Linked DNA regions of Sus scrofa: region 1 is linked to region 2. A link is a contact called in public HiChIP or PLAC-seq data. All regions are on one chromosome and are shown on one strand. The core of a region is the stretch at or near the end of the contact, and the rest is flanking DNA. Distances in the headings are between cores, read along the strand shown. Region 1 holds the start of KMT2C (histone-lysine N-methyltransferase 2C). Region 2 holds the start of XRCC2 (DNA repair protein XRCC2).

Region 1 (2,745 bases), core at 176-2,675, 180 kb before region 2:
CAGAAGCTCCGAGAAAACACGGCGCGAGGGCCAAACTAAAAAGTAAAGTGTGACGGCGGCGCGAGCCGTCGGAGCCCGGCCGGGCGGAAGGAGGTGCGGGGCGGCCGCGGGAGGCCGGGCGCGGGGCGCGGGGCGCGGGGCGGGCGGGCGCCCCGGGCCGGAGCCGCGCGGCTGGCGCGGGCCCCACCCCCACCCCGCGGGGGCGGCCGGGGGCGCGCGGGGGCGGCGGGGCCGGGCGCGCCGGTGACAGCTCCGGGCCGGCGCCGCGGCTGGCTCCCGGCCTGGCTCCCTCACACTCAACTTACTTCTTTCTGGCTCTCTGGAAAGGGGAAGCGCCATCTTTGCGAGGCCGGCCCCGAGGTCTTTTGTCTGCGGCTGCGGGGCTCGGGGCCGGGGCTCCGGGCTCCTCGGGGGGTGGTGGCGGCGGCTGCGGCTGCTCCGCGCTCTTGTCCTCCTCCGACGACATCCTAGTCACCAGGAAAGACACATGGATCCCGGTCCTCCTCCTGGGGGGCTCCTCCCGCCGCCGCCGCCGCCGCCGCCGCGGCCGCCGCCGCCGCTGCTGCTCGGGTTCCTCCTCCCCGGCTCAGCCTCTCGCATTTCCCGCAGCCCCGGGAGCAGCAGCAGCAGGTACCGGGAGAGGCGGCAACATGGAGCGAGCAGGACACGCACTCACACACATACGCGCGGGCGCGCGCACCTCGGCGCGCAGGGGCCGGGCGGGGGGCGGCGGGCGGGGCGGGCGGGAGGGAGGGGCCGGGCCGGGCCGGGCCGGGGCGGGGAGGTGCGGGCGGGGCGGGCGGGCGCCGGGCGGTGCGGGTGCGGGCGCGGGTGCGGGCGCGGGCGCGGGGCGGGCGGCGCCGGGCGGGGCGGGGCGGGGCTACTGCGGGGCACGGGGGGGGGGTGCCGGCCCCGGGGTCTCCGCCCGCGCCCCTCCCCCAGGCCGCCCGCCGCGGGGAGGAGAGAGGGGCCGCGGCGCGGGGAGCGGCGGGCCCGCGGGGCTGGCTGGCGGGCGGGCGGGGGTCGCGCCCCCCGCCGGCTGCCCCTCCCCCGCGCGAGCCGCGTCTGGCCGGGCGGCGGCGGCGAAGTTTTGACAGCTGCTCCAGTTGTTGTGGGTTCCGGGCTGCGCGAGCGCCGGCCCCTCAGCGCCCGCGCCCGCCCTCCTGGGCAGGGGAGGAGGAAGTTTTGCGGGTGTGCGTGTACCACACACAGACACACACACGACCGTGGCCGTCGCGCGAGGGCCGCGCCGGGTCTCCCCCGGGCGCCCCGCACCACAGACCTCTCAAACTCGCCGCCGTCTCGCCCACACACGGCCGCCGCGACGCCCCCGCCCCCTCCCCCACTCCGCTGGCCCCACCGCCCCCCGCGCGCCACCGCTGCCACTCACGGGGCTCGCTCCGCGCATGCGCCGCCCGCGGACGCGCCGCGCCGCTGACCTCACCGCCCCTCCCCCGCCCCCGCTCCCTCCTCCTCTGACGCGGCGGTCGGGCGGCGCGGCAGCTCCGGCTCCGGCTCCGGAGAGCGCCAAGCTGCGGATAGGATAATCCGGGATCGGGGTCGGGGAACTCCGCGGAGGGAGAGCGAGGATGAGGAGGGCCGCGTCCCCGCTGCGAAGGCGCTCGGCCTCCCTGGACGTGCAGGGGAGCGCAGGGCAGGTCCGGCGCCACGCGCGGCCGGACCTGGGCTCCCCTGGGCGCCTCCCCTCCCCTCCCCCCCCCCGCCTCCCCCTCCCCCCTCCCCCCGCCCCCGGCGGGGCGCGTAGACCGGCCCAGAGGGACTCCGCCGGGCGCACGTTCAGCGTTCTTTCGTTTTAATGCGCGTCTATGGAGAAAAATGGAGTGCAACTTCGTTCTAATCCAATTCCGAGGGTAGTTTCGTTATCACAGCGTCCTTTTTTTAATGATCCAGAAAGGGTTTATAAAGCTGTTAGACAAAAAGGACGATGACATTTTGAGGAAGAAAATGCTGAAAGTCATAATAAACCGATAAAATCCCAACGCGGTTTCTTAACGTTCCGTGTGTTGTGATGAAGCGACAAAAGTCGAAGTTCTTGTAAGCCACCTCGAGTAACACATTGAGAACGGTAAAAGGGAAATGGGGCTCGAATGAGAAAATCGGCAATGTGCGCTTAGGAAGGAGAGTTCAAAGGCGGGAGTCTGGGTTTCTTATTCTCACCGGGATTAACACTTGGGCTCTGGGCTCGTCTCCTCTCCACTCACTAGGGGACTTTGAATTGGGAGAAAGACCTATCAACCATTTCAAAAGGATTGGCGTAAACTATCATTTTTTGCTCTAGGCCGGACACACTAGGCACTTTCTGATTATGGTTTTTTCAATCTTCACAACAGTTTCAGTATAAGGTAAAAATAATAAGCTGATTTTCCCTGCTACGTTATTTGCCTTCCCTTCCTCCCAATAGCCAGAAGTGTAAACTTTGAATCCTGTTTCTTCTTTGGGCAAAGACACAGTTTGATTTCCAGAGCCTATTCTGACTAAAACCATAGTTTTCTGAAATGGCTGAAATGAGAACTACAATAACATAGTCATTTGAATTCCTTCAGTTTAATTCCTGCTGCCTTTTTCAAGTTATTAATTTAAAATTTGAGGTTGGGGAGAAGCTGGCTTGGCAAATGCAAACTATAAATTAAAAGTGTCTATTGTACATAGAAATAGAACATCTACATAACTAATCATAAACTTATAAAGTGATCGTTTATGACCCTTTTTATTTTTCTGTACCTT
Region 2 (3,008 bases), core at 263-2,762:
CACACACACACACTCCAAAGTAACATGAGTGAGGCAACCTTGCTTAGGATCTCCAAACAGCTGTGGTAAGCAAACAATATGATGCTAAATTCTCTGTTCAATGATTTGACTGTTCTGGGCTCTCATTTTTTGGATCCTAGGCTTGCTATGATTGCAGAAAGCATCCGAGTTTAACCTGGGTTTCAAATGATCATTTCAGTAAGGTTGTAACTGGAGCAGTTCTTATACCCTGCAGTGTCTGGACTCTCAAAGAGCAAGGGTTGGCCAACTCTGGCCAGCAGGCCAAATCCTAAAGTTTAAAAAAGATAAAAGGTTTCCTGGACCACAGCCATGCTCTTCTGTTTACACATCTCTGGCTGCCTTCACAGGAGAACTGCAGAGCTGAGCAGTCGGACAGAGACCAAATGGCCCGCAAAGCCTAAAGGTTGCCTATCTGGTCCTTTACAGAAAAAGCTTGCTCGGAGTATTTCGGAGTATTGCTTCCTCTCCCTGTCTGTATAAAAGATCCTCCAGGACCCACCTTTGCCTATTTCTCAACTTACTTCCCAACACTGTTTCCCCTCGTTAGCTCTGGTCCAACTACAAAAACCTACTTGCCGTTCTCCTCCACCAGCCACGCTCTTGCTCAACGCAGGACTCACATACGTGCAACTTCCTGCTCCAAATGCCACCCCCTCCTGACCAAGCCAACGTCCAAGTCCCTAAAACTTCAGCTGACACCTCCTCCTCCCAGTTAGTCTTCTAGGATGCGCACCCCTCGAACGCACAGCACGATTTACCACGCGCATTTCCAGCTCTGCAACAGCGGAGGCTCTTCCGTTTCTTACTCATCTTCCTTGACCAGCGGGTGACACATAATGAGAGCTCGATACTTGCCGGCTCAACCCGAATCAATTCTTGCAGGCGTCAAACGGATTGTGAGGCCCTGGGTACTTAGGCGGCTAATATAAACTGCGAGAGCGAGGGCTGGGTGCCACAAGCAAGACGGACAAAATAGAGGGAGAGGGTGGCGCCACCTACTCAACCACTGTTCTAGAAAACTCCACGAGCGACCCCCCCGCTTTTCCTGGCTTCTCGCGCACCGCTCACCACGTCGGTGGTCAACGTGGGACAGGTGTGGACCACAACGCTAACGAGGGCTCGCACCTCACAGCCACCTGTGCTCGCACTGAGGCCTCCGCAGACCCGGGGGAACGGGTTTGGGGGGGCGGGGCTCCGGGGCGCCGGCGTCCGGGCCCCGCACGCCTGCCTCCCCCCCGGCGCGCCCCGGCCTCCCGCGCCCTCCGGTCTCCCTCGCCCGCCCGCCGCCCTGTCCGCGTCTCCCTGGCTCCTATCCCGGCGGCTCTCACCTCCGTCCCAGACTCGGCCCTGTGGAAGTCACTACACATCGCCCCGGAGGCTCGGCGCACCAGCCACTCAACCTTCCCGCCAGCAGCGTCCTCGCCGCGCCGCGCGGGCGCCGCAGCCAGTCACAGGCGCGGACCGCTGACCCGGGCGCGAGCATGCGCACTGCGTCCGGCGCGGCCGCGGAGGCGGCGGGCTTGCGCACTAGGGCTGGTGCCCGCCCCGCCTCGGGTGACGTCAGACCCCGTCTCCTAGGAGACGGGGAGACAGCTGGTGATTTTATTTTCTTCTCTCTCATAAACTTCAATTTGCTTTTATTAGGTAAAACCAGCCAGAACATTTACGGAGCAAGCAGGCCTTTCTGTTCTCTCTTGGGTTGAAAGCCCCTGGCTGGCTCTGTTCATGGTTAATTCTGGAAAAAAAAAAAAAGAGTACACGAAATTTAAATGAACTTTTAAAAATACAGGGAGCCAGAAGATTTATCAAGTTCTTCTTGCCTTTTTTTTTTTTTTTTTTTTGGCCACCCCGTGGCATATAGAGCTCCCAGGGATCAAATTTGAGTAGCAGTTGTGCCAACGCCTGATCCTTTAACTCACTGCACCAAGTCGGGGTTCGAACCTGAGTCCTGTGGCTGCAGAGACGCCCCCAATCCCGTTGCACCACAGCAGGAAGTGCTATTGAGTTCTTTTTGGAGGCCGAAGAATTCTGCTACTATTTGGTATCAAATGCCTGCCCATTAAGATAGATACAATGTTAGGAAGGTAGTCCTATATTGAGTATTTGCTATATGCCAGACCTTGTGCCAAGTTCTGGAAACAGAAGAGTAAGAGACGTACCTGATTGGAGTTTATAGTCTATTAAGTCATTTACTGAAATGTGTATGTTAAAAACCCATTTTCCAGGAGTTAACGAACCTGACTGGCATCCATGAGGACGCAGGTTCCATCCTTGGCCCCGCTCACTGAGTTAAAGATCTGGCGTTGCCGTGAGCTGTGGTGTAGGTTGCAGACTTGGCTCAGATCCCGCGTGGCTGTGGCACTGGCTGGCGGCTACAGCTCTGATTGGACCCCTAGCATGGGAACCTCCATATGCCACGGGTGTGGCCCTAAAAAGACAAAACAAAAAACAAACAAACAAAAAAACACTTTCCAACATCTGTAAGTGTTATTTAGTTGGGCAGCATTTTGAGATTGGCACTCTCAGTTCTCTTTTTCTTAGCTGTATGCTTGCAGCTGTGTAATTAAGAGATGATTAGGAGTTCCCACTGTGATGCAGCAGGTTAAGGACCCAGCATTGGGGAAGGGGTGGCTGGGATTCCATCCCTGCCCAGGAAACTTCCTTATGTCATGGCTACAGCCGAAAAAGAAAAAAAAAAAAGAGATGGTTGTAATGTTAGTAATGATACTTAACTCTTACAGGGCTCGCTATGCGTCAGGCCCTTTCCTGAGGGCTTTCTATATAATAACCCACTTAGTCCACACAGTCTCGAGGCAGGTACTGCTATTACCCCCATTGTACAGATGAGGAAACCAAGGCACAATTTTAGCCCATATTACTTTGTTGTAATGATTGTAGTGGGCAGATACCTTCACGAGAAGTCAGAAGCAAAGACCATGCATACAGTTCTTCAAAGAAACTTGGCTGTGAAGGACGGAAATAACATA

Evidence for each region. HiChIP or PLAC-seq counts read pairs in DNA pulled down with a chosen protein or histone mark.
Region 1: a contact with region 2 is called in an H3K27ac HiChIP or PLAC-seq map of alveolar macrophages. The contact joins the promoter of KMT2C here to the promoter of XRCC2 in region 2. A contact is called at or near these places in 1 of 47 Hi-C or Micro-C datasets (embryonic fibroblasts) and 1 of 2 datasets of contacts at active chromatin or transcription factors (alveolar macrophages).

The regions. Positions count from the first base shown.
Region 1 is chr18:4,991,893-4,994,637 of Sscrofa11.1, reverse strand. It overlaps KMT2C (histone-lysine N-methyltransferase 2C), which reads right to left and starts at 1,425. Exons shown (of 62, transcript XM_021079123.1): 1 at 1,391-1,425; 2 at 306-467. The coding sequence starts at 466.
Region 2 is chr18:4,806,932-4,809,939 of Sscrofa11.1, reverse strand. XRCC2 (DNA repair protein XRCC2) reads right to left here and starts at 1,512. Exons shown (of 3, transcript XM_003134536.6): 1 at 1,350-1,512. The coding sequence starts at 1,388.